3 separate regions of the Mus musculus genome follow, and all the other regions are linked to region 2. The links are chromatin contacts, called in public HiChIP or PLAC-seq maps. All regions are on one chromosome and are shown on one strand. Each heading gives the region's core, a stretch centred on a gene start, on an enhancer-like site or on the middle of the called end of the contact. The rest is flanking DNA. Distances are from core to core; before and after follow the strand shown. Region 1 holds the start of Cmss1 (cms small ribosomal subunit 1). Region 2 overlaps Tbc1d23 (TBC1 domain family, member 23). Region 3 overlaps Cmss1 (cms small ribosomal subunit 1).

Region 1 (5,063 bases), core at 702-3,201, 390 kb after region 2:
GACACAGTTTGATAATAATGTGCACGCATCGTATACCTTTTAAAATCAATAATGGGTTTGCTTAGAGATGGGATTCTTCTCTTTGGTCACAGTAGTTATCAGGAAAAATGCAAGCGCAAGACAGACTGACTTCAGATCATCCGACTGTGAAGGAGAGCTACCTCACTCAACAGGAGAAGCCCAAGCTAATCTCTGAGATCTCAGTGCTTCTGTTTCCTCCCGTATACAACAGGGATAAAGATAACTACTTCTCTGTACACTTACAAAGATGAATAATCTAGTGCTCATAAAGCAGCAAAAACAATGCATGACAGCAATAGGTAGGCTGAGGCAGGAGAATTAAGAGTTTCAGAATTTAGATCATACTAAGAGCTCAACAAATGAAAACTGGCATTACTGTCATATCCACTGTCTCCTGGCATTTCTGAACACTCCGGTTTTCTTGTTACATGTATGGTGAGAGGGGGCATCTAAGACTCAGAAGAAGCTACTGAGTCATTTGAGAAACACTCCTCAAACGATGGGGAGACTGAGAGTTACAGATTACCTGACTTTTAGCTTCCTACTTCTGTCATCCCTAGTCTAGTCTCAACCCTGGGATCCAGACTGCCACTCGCCACTGGACTGACACTCTACTCTTCTGTTCCCCTTAAATCACAAAACCCATGCTGTAACTTTCAGTTTCACACTGAGAAATGGTCTAAACGTGTTAACTCTGTTTGCTATCATGTGAGATGGTACTGAGATCAAAATAAATGGAAATATGACATTGACCCTACCATCTAAAACTAGAGACAGGTGGACCTTGGATCCTTGGAGGGTGACTTGAGACAGTAACAATAGAAGTAGCTATCGCATGGTTAAGTCTTATGGGGCATGAAATGTTCAAGGCCACTGGAGTGGGGGGGTTACTTAATGCTACTTTACTTGAAAATAAAATGCCTACTGCACACAGAATGGGTACACATAGTACACCATAATAGAAACTGTTGGAGCCGAGCAGTGGTGGTTCACACCTTTAATCTCGGCACTTGGGAGACAGAAGCAGGCGGATTTCTGAGTTCGAGGCCAGCCTGGTCTACAGAATGAGTTCCAGGACAGCCAGGGCTACACAGAGAAACCCTGTCTAAAAAAAAAAAAAAAAGAAAGAAAGAAAAGAAAAGAAAAGAAAAGAAAAGAAAAGAAAAGAAAAGAAAAGAATTTGCTGTAAAGCAGAAGAGTTAAGCCCCTTGCTGGCTCGAACTACACATGATAAAGAACACGCTACTTTAATATTTTGTACATATACTACACGCCAAAAATTGTGTTGTGCTATACAACTTTAAATTACCTTCACTACATCTTCACAATTTTTTGGAGAGAATTACTCCTTTCACACGTGAGGAAAAAGGAGAATGTGTCGGAGTATCAGAGTCTGTGATTTGAATTCCCAATCTGAACCTAGTTCAGGGATTACTGGTAACCACTATGACAAACTGTACAGAAACGGTCTATCTAGTCTCAAGAAAATAGTAAAAAGTCTAGAAAACCAGAGCGCAGGAAGTAGCCCTCTCAGACTGGCAGGCGGCGACGGGGTCCCTCTCGTTCCACGTGTGACACGGTGTTGTCCCTCCCCAGTTCCCGCGCCGTCCCATGTTCCCACGGCTCCGCGCTCCACCTCCGGGCAGACCGCCACGACTGCCACACGCGGGTAAGGCAGCTGAGGCGAGGACCAGGGCAGGAGGAACGAGGGAGGCGGGCGAGAGCTTACCTGGGCTGCTGGCGGCTGCCGGCTGGTTCTCCCACCACTCGTCTCCCAGATCGTCTGCCATCCCCGTGAGACCCGGACGCGAACTGACAACCAGATGAAAGCAAGGCGGCCGCTCGCGCTCCTGGGCTCAGCTTCACTGGCGGCGTTAGCAACGCTACACGCGGAAAAACCAAGGAACTCCGTCGCCCGCGCCACTGGAGATGACGTCACAGACGCCACGCCCCCCCAGCTGCGGCAGCCAGGGGTGTCGCCGTTTCCACACAGGCTCAGACGTTCAAGATCGGCCTAGAAACTCCAAATAAATGCTCTGTTGAGCCTAGAAATACAAGAAAAGAGTTACCATCGGTTTGGGTTATTTTTTTTTAATATTTAAGTATTTTGTTTTGGTTTATGGCCGAAAAGCCGATGTCGAAAGTGCAAGAACGGATGCTAAGACGATTTTTCTCTGTTGGATTTCAAAGAGCTTGCACCGCGGGAGGAGACCCGAGCACGTGGATGTGTTTTCACTTGGTTGTCAGGGTTCTGGCGTTCCAGCGCCTGTGCAGTTTGTCCTTAGAAACGCACCTGAGAGTTGCTGACGATGAATGTCGGAACTTGGTTGTACATGTGAACGTTGCTGCTCTTTTTCTACAACTTAAGAGGGACGAATATCCTGAAGACCTGAAACATACCACTTCTCTATTTAAAATACTTAATCAGGTTTTGATATTCTCTTTAGAGGACTTGGATTGTGATCTGTCCCATTCAGTACCATGGCCCTTGGAACATGAATAGAACTTGGGGCCTGGTGTGGTGGCGCACGCCTTTAATCCCAGCAATCTGGGAAGCAGAGGCAAGCAGATTCCTTGAGTTGAAGGCCAGCCTGGTCTACAGGGGAGTTCCAGGACACCCAAGACTCTGCAGAGACATCCTGTGGAGGAGGAGGAGAATTGTTTTATTCAACAGTACATTTGTTTCTGTCATCTCCATTAGCCATCTGCCTGACAACAGGTATTAAGAGGTCAGGAAGGCCACAGGCCAAATGCAGCGATTGAGTTGTTTGTACCGGTGCTCATAAGTTACTTTTATAGTAGAACGCTTTGGACAACATAAACTAACCAGAAAGAAAGAGTGGCTTTAATATGGTGCGTCTATACATTCATACTTCGTGTATTTGCTAATTCACCCTTTATAGAAAAAAATACAAGCTCTATTGAATAAACAATATAAATTGTATCTTCCCTTTAACTGTTTTGTTACCAGTAAATAGATATCTGGGTTTATAAGTTAGCCTACCCTAACCCCACCTCCAACTCCAACACCCATATCTGGTACTGTAGAATCCAAAATAAGTTCAAGACCACCCAGCCTCTTCCCCTCTGAAGGGACTTTCAGAAACATAGCAGTCAAAATGACTGAGTCTACAGCTGCCAAAACAAAATGAGCTGTTCTTAGAAAAATAACCATAACAAGATAGCAATTTCCAGAGAAATCCCCCTACCCTGCCCCACACTGAATTCTGAGAAAGACTACAAACCACCCTGACCTTTCTAAAATTCCCTGTGACATTAAGAGCTGTGATGTTAATAGCTGACCTATAAGATCAAAATGTAGTGCTGCTTTGCTGATAATAACCCACCATAAGGGCAGGCAAAGTGAGTCACTAGGCCAAAGGGTTACATAGTCACCCTATACAAACCAACTAATGCGTGAAAGGGTTACTTGCTACACCAATGAGAATAAGCCAGATAGCCCTGTTACCTAAATCTGCCCCTTACAAGGCATAAAAAGTATGTTTTTTGTTTATTCTGGGTCTCTCCTCTTGCCTGGGTGCTGAGGAGGGTCCCCAACATGTTGGAATAATAAAAAACCTCTTGCGGTTTTCAGCAATGGAGGTCTCTGTAGTCTTTGTGAGTGAGGGTCTTTTGACAGACTCCAACAGTACCTGATCACCTCATGAACACAGGGAAGCTAAGGCTGAAACAACTACTGGAGCTTTGCCTGAGCCCCTTTTCCTGTATAGCATATGAATAAGTACTGTTAGAGTTTGGGTATGAATGGGTCATTTCTCAGGAGTTTGAACTGGACAACCTTCATAGAAGACAAGTCACTTAAACTTTAGCTTGTCAATGTTTATCAGTCGGCAGTATGAGTGTAATTTTAAAAAATCTGTTCCTTAGTGAAAAAGTTTCAGGTAAGCTTTTAACCTTACTGGGCTTGCGGGGGGGGGGGTCTATAACACAAAGTAAATAAATTAGATGACCCCTCAGAGCTCTCCCAGTTCTGTTCCTAAATCTAAAGTGCCATACAAAGAAGTCTGAACAGTACTATTATAGTTGAAGGGTATGATAGTATGATTGTTTAGGGTAAGTTGTGTTGACGTTACTGTTCAGAACAGAACCGATTTGAGCATGGGTAAGATAGCGATTCTCCATCTTTGGAACCAGCAGAGCCTCTTGTCCTGTTGCCTCAGGTTGGAATACCCTTCTCTTACTTGTGTACTTGCTTCTGTACAAATGCCAAGAATTCCTGTGGATGCCACGATGTGAAAAGATTGGTACCTACTGCTGTGAAGATAAAAGTGTTGTGATAGAGGTTAGCATACTGTGCTGGTTAGTTTTACTATAAACTTGACTCAAGTTATAGTCCTCTGATAGGTGGAAACCTTGATTGAGAAAATGCCTCCTCCATAAAATTCGACTGTAGACAAGCCTTTAGACCATCCTCTTAATTAGTGATTGATGGGGGATGGTTCAGCCCATTGTGGGTGGTTCCAGCCCTGGGCTGGTAGTCCTGGGTTCAATAAGAAAACAAGCTGAAGCCGGGTGTGGTGGCACATGCCTTTAATCCCAGCATTCAGGAGGCAGAGGCAGGTAGATTTCTGAGTTCAAGGCCAGCTTGGTCTACAGAGTGAGTTCCAGGACAACCAGGGCTATACAGAGAAATCCTGTCTCGAAAAACCAAAAAGAAAAAGAAAAGAAAAGAAAAGAAAGAAAGAAAGAAAGAAAGAAAGAAAGAAAGAAAGGAAGGAAGGAAGGAAGGAAGAAAGAAGAGAGGAGAGGAGAGGAGAGGAGAGGAGAAAAGAAAAGAAAAGAAAAGAAAAGAAAAGAAAAGAAAAGAAGAGAAAAGGAAAGGAAAGAAAAGAAAAGAAAAGAAAAAAGAAGCTGAGCATGCCATGACAAGCAAGCCTGTAAGCAGCACCCCTCCATGGCTTCTGCATCAGCTCCTGCCTCCCGGTTCCTCCCTGTATGAGTTCTGTGCTGACTTCCTTTAGTGATGAACAATCCTATGGAAGGAGAAGACAAAGCCCATCTTCCTCAAGTTGATCTTGTCA
Region 2 (4,384 bases), core at 859-3,358:
TTATGTATCTCAAGATTTTGTTTATTAAAGGGCAGAACTATTTACAAGACATTTACAAATTTAAGATATCCCAAATTATAACATTTTTCACGGTTATCAAACTTACCGATAAACTCAAGGCAATCTTTATGAATAGTGTTCTGCTCAGGCAAGTCTAAAATACCATCCCATGATGCCAAACTATCACCTTTCCCTGCAACGTTCAGAGCAATCTGGAAGAAAAAAAGTATTAAAATATTAGAAATATTAAAAATATGCTGTTAAGGAAGGCAAGACTTTAGGAATAATAACAAAAGACTACAAGCTAAGTATCCACACATCATCAAGTGTCCCCACCACCATGTAACAAAAGGCTCCTTTATCAGACTTTCCTATTTCATGTTGATTCAGTGGGGAGAATTAATTACAAAATATTTGTGTACTTACAAACATGGCTTTATTTAAAGCCAACTTTTCTGAAATGTAAAAACTAAACATATGATACTGTCAAATAAAAATATACCTATACCATGTACAATTTTAAAAACATAAAGAATATTTAATGAACTGAGAAAATGTTATTTTGTAAATTTTTTCAAGTACGTGTAAAAGCTATTTTATGTATTCCCTTACTTACTCATTCGTTTGTTTGTTTGTTCGTTTGTTTGTTGTTTCAGACAGTGTCTCTCTGGGTAGCCCTGGCTATCACAGAGCTTACTGTGTGGAGTCGGAAGCAGTGCTTGGAGGAATCTTGCAGCTCTGACTAGCAATCGGGTTACTCCTTTACTTACTCCGTTTCCCAGAACCAAGACAGAGTAATGGTTACCCAAGCAGCACACATTATATCATTGTGACTCAGGACATGTGTTCCATTTTTCATTACTTGTGGATTACACGTGCAGCCACAATTAAAAAACACAAATACAACAGATTTTAATTTTATTATTAGCCCTATAACTCCAATTCAAAGAATCTAAAGAATGTCTCTGCCAAAGCAAACATATCCATTATATGACAGCCTGCTTTTAGACTGGCAGTATTTGAAGTTTTAAGGCACTCCAGACAAATAGAAAAATATTTAAACTAATTTTTTATCTATAGCAAATCCTAATACCTAACTTGCATTTCTATCCTTTGATCATCCAAGCTACTAAGTAGGAGAAGGTTATTTTAATCAATCGACCTTATTTCCTGAGTTCTATTGCTCTAGAGGTGTACCCTGTATGATCCCTTATCTTTAAACAACATTTGTAAAGAGTTCTAAATGTATCAGAAAAAGAGACCTTGAATCTGTTACCTGGCCAGTCAAGTTTTTCAACTACTTCTGAGTTTATCCTGTTCCAATTATACATTTGAGTTTGCTTAAGGGCAGATAACCCAAGTCATGGCCTCATTTAGAAATTCCCAGCTTTGGGTGGCTCTGTGCTTATGATCTATCTCCAGAGCATAAGGAAGAAGACTTCGAAGGGAAGGAAGAAGGAATACTAAATTTAGGAGTTTCCTAAAAAGACTCAGACAGAATTTTTTTCAGAAAAGAAAATAGAAAATGGATCATAATGCAGAAAGTCTCTAAGAATGCAACATACAGAGACTGAAACCTAAAAGTGAGAGAGGGATGACAGCCATCACAGCATTTGGCTCAGCTTTTCTGGAACTGTGTCAAGCCACTGTGCTGGCTTCATGACTTCCACTGTGGCCAGTGGATGTGACTGTGCCACCCAACCTAGAGTATTACTGTGTTTCTGTTTTAGTTTGGTTTGGTTTTGAGACAGGGTTTCTCTGTGTAGCCCTGGCTGCCTTAGAACTCGCTATGTAGACCAGGCTGGCCTCGAGCTCAGAGATTCACCTGCCTCTGCCTCCTGAGTGCTGGGATTAAAGGTGTACAATTAACAGATGCAAGGGACAACTCAACCTAGTGCAACAAGTGGTCCTTCCAGCATCTGAATTTGAGTTACCTATCAAAATACATTTATAAGACAACTGAAGACATTATTTCAATACTACAGAATTACTGTTTTTAGCTATTGGTTAGTGGGGAGAGTCACTGGATAAGACTTCATACTCCAGTAAGTAACTCTAAGGAAATACTGTGTCATCCCCCACCAAAAGGAAAAAAAGACATGAAAGTAGAAGTAGACCATCTGTAAAGAGGAACAGGATTAGCAGAAACAGGAAGTGACAAGAGAGGCTAGTGGAGGTGAACATGATCAAAATGTATAATATGGATTGTGAAACTATCACAATGAAAGCACTGTAGTGCATAATTAACATGCACTGACAAGAGGTAAGGACTGCTGTTCTGGTGTGTCTTAGAGTTACCTTGAAACTATCGGGAATTTCTTATTCATGAATGTTAGTATGCTACTAAGGATTTGCTTTAAAAGGATTCATCATGAAGGAATTAGGAGGATCAGATGAGCATACTGGTCAAACAAGACTAGTCAATCTACAAGACTAGTCAGATGCTGGTAAAGTTAAATAAAGCTGGGTTACAGATACATGACAGTTCATTCCATAAGCCTCCACACAGCATCTGTAAACTCTGCTTCAGGAGACAGACATTCTGCCTTCACAGGCATTATCAGATTAGAGGAACTATTAAAGAGAAGATGGCACAAGCAAGATCGCACTGTGAAAACAAATCGCAGTCACTTATCCATCGTGGTAGCAATGTTGAATGTCCATCTCTGAAATGTAAACACTAAGAATAATTTCATGTGTGCCACATACTATTGTACATGTTTAAATTCCTGAAATAAAGCATTTAGAATGCTATGTGCAGTAATAATTACATTCCTGTTAAGTATATATGCACAGGAGAAAAAAAGGAAAGGACAGAGCAAACCTCTCCACATTCTTACATGCTTTACCTGTTGGGAGTAACACGATTTTTATTCCATCCTTTTGTGCTTATAATTTGCACAAATATGTAACTTTTTTCTTTTTCTGAGACAGGGTCTCTCTGTGTAGCCCTGACTGTCCTGGAACTTGCTCTGTACAAAAAGCTGGCCCCAAACGCAGGTGTGCACTACCACCACCCGGCTACAAATATGTAACATTTTTAATTCAAAATTTTCTTTCTTCTTTTTTTCAGTCTCCCACGCCTATCACCCTTCATCTTCCCTACCTTCCCTTTCCCCGATTCATGACTTTTGGTTTGTTGGAGGGTCCGTTTGGTTCACTCTGGGCCATCTGTGTGAACTGCTCAGTGGAGGCTTGGTGGGGGGTCACCAGTGGGCACGTAACTGGCACTAACTCCCCCATTACTCAACTTTCCCTAAGAAATAGTTCAGTGGAGAGAGTAGGGCTCCAATTCCCCATTTCTGGCTGGCTGCTGAGCCCACTCTTAAGCAGGCTCAGTGTGACAGCATAGCGGCTGAGCATTTGTGAAAAAAATAAGTCACATATGTGAGGTGTGCCCACCTGTCATCTCAGCACCACGGGACAGAGGTTGAGGAATGAGGCTCGAAGGCTTGGCAAGATGCTGTCTCAAAAAACAAAATAAAAACCAAAACCCAAACCCCCACAAACATAAGAGAACAGCTGGGAAGCAAAACAAAGAAAAGCTGTAAGCAGCCCCCACAGGCAGATTTCCTTTAGCATGTCTAAGGTGATTCCATGTGAGTCTGCGTGTATGCTATTTTGACTTCTGCTTTTGTTTCCTCACTTGCTACCGTTTGCTAAACAATATTCATAAGGATCACAGCCATTTCTAGTGGCTATAAAATATTACCACTGTAAACATTATTATTAAGTATAGAAAACACGGCAGAGACATTTATTTTGAGACAGTCTCATTATGTCTTCCTGGCTGGCCTATAATTGACCGTATAGACCAACATGGCCTCGAACACAGAGAGACCTGCCTGTTTGTGCCTCCCATTGCAGACAGGTATTAAAGGCATGTGCAACTACACCTGGCTCAGAAATGCACTGTTAGTTAAAGTTACTCAAGTCAATTTTCTCTTTTTTTTTTTTTGGTTTGGTTTGGTTTTGTTTTGTTTTGTTTTGTTTTGTTTTGTTTTGTTTTGTTTTGTTTTGTTTTGTTTTTCAAGACAGGATTTCTCTGTGTAGCCCTGGCTGTCCTCGAACTCAGAAATCCACCTGCCTCTGCCTCCCCAGTGCTGGGATTAAAGGCGTGCGCCACCACGCCCGGCTTCAAGTCAATTTTCTTAATGCAACATATTTATAAACAGTCTTTTCAGAGAGCTGAAAACCAATTATTAAAACTTCTTCAAAGTGACTCCACTTTCCTTATGAGCTTCTAGTTACCTTCCAAACCTTGGCCCTCAGCTCAGCAGGCAGTGGCCTCCCTTGAATTATATTTCTCAAAGTTTCAAGATCACAACCTCCTGCTTCAAGGGCTTCTTCAAGATCTTTTTCCCTAAAAAAAAAAAAAAGAAAA
Region 3 (4,359 bases), core at 719-3,218, 340 kb after region 2:
CAGGTGAATTGCCGTAGGGCATGAAAGAACACAGCATAGTATAGTGGTTTCTCCCTAATGAAGAAGGATTCCTCTGAATCTCTGATCTCTGTGCCTTGGCTGTGGGCTTGGAAGGTACAAGCATGTGGTCAAATAACTAACACTCCATGTAACTGGGAAGGAGCAGACTGTTTTCCTGTGGACTTTGATTCCAGACTTTCTGTGTGTACTTCCTATATCTAAATTTCCATGAGAGGTATTTTTTCCTAATTCCACAGTTAGGCAACTTCACTGCCTACTATGAATCCAGTGTAGGTCTTTCTTATATCTTGTTTCAGAAACGGCAAGCAAACCTTGCTAAGAATAAGATGGGCTGGTGGGACAGAAAGCAAGGTCACCACACACCACACCTTGTCACTAACCTCTTGGCACTAGCCTTAACCTCTTAGCCTAACTTTTGAACTGATGATGAAGAACAGGCTCAACAGTGCCTGTGGCTCCAGTTGTCCTTGGTCCCATCTCTGCCTCTCAATGAGTTAAGTGAAAAACTGTAGATTACAGAGATTAGCTCTTTATAAAAATTAAACAACACAGGAATTAAAGACACACACACACACATACACACACACACACACACACACACACACCCAGAGCCCCCCAAAACCAGAGCCTGATGTGACTGGGTGCATGCTTTTGATCCCAGTACTGGAGAGGTAGAGGAAGGAAAGTCAAGAATTCACAGCCATCCTTGGTTAAAGAACCGGTTCAGCCAACCTAGACAGACTCTTAGCTCAGCTGCCTCCTTCCCACCCCCAAATTAAATAACAGAATATAGTTAATTGCTGAGCTTGCTTGTTAGTGATGCTACTGGTTACAGACAGATAGTATTGTCTCATTGGAGAAACTAAAGAGTTTTAGGAATAATAGGCTCTGCCATTCATTCACTGGGCCAGCCTCTTGTACCCTTGTTTCCCCAAACCTCATAAAGGAAATAATGTCATTCCCCAAGTATCCCCAAGTATCTCAGTATTTGGGCAAAGACTGAATCGTGGGCAATAGTCCTTTTAGGAATTCTGATCAAGTAGAGAATTTATTTAAAAATTGATCTGTCAATACAAACAGATTAATGCAGTTCGGCCTAACATACGGACATTAGCCCTGCAAGAGCTCCAAATCACCAATGGAGCAGCCTCAGGGAGAAGGGACGTCTTTTGAGATAGGCTGCTCCTACAAAAGCGGAACAGCCTGATTTATGCGGTCTCATAGCCCACTAGTCTGGGAACAAAAGTTTAAAGGTGATTTTTTTTCCCTCTCTGACATTTTTAAAAATGCAAATCAAAACAAAAACAGTCTCTTGAGCAGATCATAAGAGGAATGTACAATATTCATTGCATTTGGACTGACTGTCTGCAACTGTTAAACTTGAAGAAAGGAACAGCTAGGCTAAGGAGCACATGGGAAATGTCCTGTTTTTTTTTTTTGTTTGTTTTGTTTTGTTTTTTTGTTTTTTTTCTGAACCCAAAGGAATGCAGAGATGCTGTCTAAGTCGCTTAGCCTAGCCTTAGCTTGTGAGTCTGCTAATTGGGAACAACAAAAGAGGTGAATCACTCTGGAATTTGTGGGAAATGAATCCACTTTGGCTACAGGGAAAATTACCATTTAAAAATAGCATCTCTTCATTCAGTGTTAACATAAACATTCTATCCATCATGTATGAAATGGTATAGGTAGGAGGCATTATATAAAAATAAAAAACATTTATAAGATATAAAACTTGTATATATAAACATACACGCATGTTTATACAACAGTATGGGGAACTATCAAATAAAGGCCACAACTTTGTCAAGGGATTTGTGGTTCCAGTCACCTCTTTCCACATTATACTCTGCAGGAGTCTCCTTACAGTCTCACTGAGCACGTTAGGTAGAGCATAGATACAAGGAATCTAAGACAAAGGTCAGGCTTCCTGGCCAAGTCCTACCTGACCTCATCTGCCTTTGCCTCCCAGGGTTCCTCTCCTCACAGCAAAGAAGTGACACGCATGAGAGCACTGTTTCCTGTGTTCTCCGAGTTTTAGCCCACTCATTCAAGGAGGGTTATTATAGTCCAAGAAAATGTTTTTTCTTGGGTATATAGAGTCCAAACCTAGTGAAGGGTATAGAAGTATATCAATCCTTTAAGAGCAAACAATATAAAACAAATTAAAAAGCAGTACAAGACAATATTGAATAGATGTCATAGAACTAAGGGCTGTGAAGACTGTAGAATGGAGGTAGGCCAGAGCTAGACAACTCAAAGCACTGCTCACAAAAAGGGAAATGTCACTGGGCTTCTGAACACTGTAGAGAGGTTGGGTTTATTTCATAAAAGTCTACTAGGCAAAGAGCCTAAAGTAAAATTTAAAACAAAAGTTTAAAATAGGGTCAAGACACACACAGTGATTATTGAACCCACTACTTAGCCCTCACAGCAACCTGGACTTCCATGGAAAGGAAGACAACTTAAAGATTTCAGTGTCTAAGGTGAAGGGATCATGTGTGCTGCGGAAGCAGTTGGCATAGTTCCATCCCTAGAGCAGATGTTCAGTAAATGCTGCCTATGACTAAGTTGTGCCTGTCTTTCTACAAGGCTTCTTACTTGACTAGGCTTACTATTATCTTCTACCGGACTGAGATAGAGGGGTTGCCTCAGGACCCAGGAAATGCTTTGTAGGATGCAGCCAAGAGGAGGGTCAGGTTCTCTGACACCCAGCAATCAACCAGAGAAAATCTGTTTCTGACCTAATCTCAGCCACTGAGAGAGAAGTTATCCTTGGTCCCAATTCCCCTGCTGGAAGGCAATGAAAACCCATGAAAAATCCACTGCTCTCCTAAAGGTGTCAAAGGTGCCTCATCGCTTGAAGTAAGACCCAAGTTACTGAGCTATTAATGTATAGAAGAGAGCAAGTAACACAAAAGGCTTAAAAACTATCCTGGAACCTGTTTAATCTTGAAATTTCACCGAGCCTCAGCGTCAGAGGCACACAAATGAAGTTTCAAGTATTTTCAATTTAGCATGACATTTTAAGTGTTAGAACACTAAGGTTTACTTCTTTGCTTTTAACTACAGCTGTAACTTTTACCACAACAAATGCTTCCTATAGAAAGGAGCAAAAATCTGAATGTCATGAAATTCCAAATAAGGTTCTCAATATAGTTACAACCCACTAAGGCTTGCTAAGCCATGTGATCTCTTGATATATTAACTTGTAAACAACATTAAACAGGAAAGGAAGAAAAACTCAAAAGGTTGCTGGAGGCTTTTGTTTTATGGAAAGGAGGTCTGAGGATTGTTCAAGGCTTTCCAGATCTTAGTCACAAAACTACTGCCTTCTTCCTGCATCTGTGAGGTGGGCGGCAGGTGAAAGAAGGGCCAACAGTTTGTTTTGAGAGCATTCTGGTCCACATTCCCTGCCTATTGAAATGGGACTTGTTAAAATTGGTTTTCAACTGTTTACAAAGTTTAGTTTTGCTTCCCCCACACCTAGTAGCTTTTTAACTAATGAAAACATGAATAGTTTGCCTGCTCTTAAAATTCACAATAAATGTAAACTATAGTTTTATGGATGGGTATTCATATAGCAAATGTAAAATACACTTGGAGGTTTCTCTTTAATTATGCCATACATAGACCATGCCTTACAGAGAGAAACATAACTACAGTGACTAACATTTTACTAGCACACAGAGTCCCAAGACACGTCAGGTATCGCCGAGTTGTGGTCATGTGTGTTGGAAAACTGTTGCTGAATACTGACATCTTGATGGAAGTGCCTAGAGTATAGCAAGATTCATGTCATGAGCCTGAGCTTAGACATCAGATGTAACGCAATGCTTATACCCATGGGTTTTCTGAAGGCTCAGAGATGTTAGAAAATAAAAATGTAACCCAAACTGCTCTGAAGTATTGGTCCAGGGGAAATTAAGGCTCTGATAACCAACATAATTTTAATTAGTACAATGAGTGTAAAGGGTGTGAAAAACAAATCCATAAGACAATAGTTACCTGTGTTCCAATATATTTTAGAAAAGAAAAAGCAGAAACAAAAACGTTTCCTGCCTGCCTGTAATTTGGTTTTACATATGGCCTCAAACTACAGCTTTCCAAAGTCATAAAGCAATGCTTAGGTTATCAAGAACTAAGAAAAGTTGGTGATAGCAGACAGAGAATGGCCACTGTAGTCCTTTTAACAAGAAAACAGGCTACAGAGTAACAACCCATTCTTCAACTACTCTACCCTCTAAATACTATTAAATGTTCCCATTTCCCTAATTTATTACAGTTAAAATGAAGAATGAAACCAAACCAAAACCCCAAGTCCTGTCTAAGAATTGAAAT

The links. HiChIP or PLAC-seq counts read pairs in DNA pulled down with a chosen protein or histone mark.
Region 1: an H3K27ac HiChIP or PLAC-seq map of microglia shows a contact between it and region 2, with 31 times the contacts expected there. The contact joins the promoter of Cmss1 here to the enhancer-like site in region 2. A contact is called at or near these places in 12 of 39 promoter capture datasets (the C10 cell line, the HPC-7 cell line, cranial neural crest and 8 more), 1 of 15 datasets of contacts at CTCF or cohesin (the NIH/3T3 cell line), 5 of 484 Hi-C or Micro-C datasets (B cells, the G1E-ER4 cell line, LSK cells and 2 more), 24 of 115 datasets of contacts at active chromatin or transcription factors (the 230-238 cell line, the NIH/3T3 cell line, the SCID.adh cell line and 17 more) and 3 of 9 other capture datasets (adipose tissue, liver and pancreatic islet).
Region 3: a contact with region 2 is called in an H3K4me3 HiChIP or PLAC-seq map of the 230-238 cell line, with 14 read pairs. The contact joins two enhancer-like sites. A contact is called at or near these places in 1 of 15 datasets of contacts at CTCF or cohesin (the NIH/3T3 cell line), 1 of 484 Hi-C or Micro-C datasets (bone marrow-derived macrophages), 12 of 115 datasets of contacts at active chromatin or transcription factors (the 230-238 cell line, bone marrow-derived macrophages, effector CD8 T cells and 7 more) and 1 of 9 other capture datasets (adipose tissue).

What each region holds. Positions count from the first base shown.
Region 1 is chr16:57,604,916-57,609,978 of GRCm38.p6, forward strand. It overlaps Cmss1 (cms small ribosomal subunit 1), which reads right to left and starts at 1,952. Exons shown (of 10, transcript NM_025599.3): 1 at 1,751-1,952. The coding sequence starts at 1,811.
Region 2 is chr16:57,214,058-57,218,441 of GRCm38.p6, forward strand. Tbc1d23 (TBC1 domain family, member 23) reads right to left here. Exons shown (of 19, transcript NM_001358433.1): 2 at 4,252-4,363; 3 at 107-212. Among named protein-coding and RNA genes, the nearest start is that of Tbc1d23, 15 kb to the right of the region's middle. Within about 2 kb of position 2,109, at least 84 of the 459 cell types and tissues checked have an H3K27ac peak or open chromatin away from gene starts, as enhancers often do. A contact at or near this core is called in the 230-238 cell line, B cells, the HPC-7 cell line and 6 more, where this site is marked.
Region 3 is chr16:57,553,898-57,558,256 of GRCm38.p6, forward strand. All of the region lies in intron 1 of Cmss1 (cms small ribosomal subunit 1), which reads right to left. The region is part of intron 4 of Filip1l (filamin A interacting protein 1-like); the gene reads left to right. Among named protein-coding and RNA genes, the nearest start is that of Cmss1, 51 kb to the right of the region's middle. Within about 2 kb of position 1,969, at least 37 of the 459 cell types and tissues checked have an H3K27ac peak or open chromatin away from gene starts, as enhancers often do. A contact at or near this core is called in the 230-238 cell line, where this site is marked.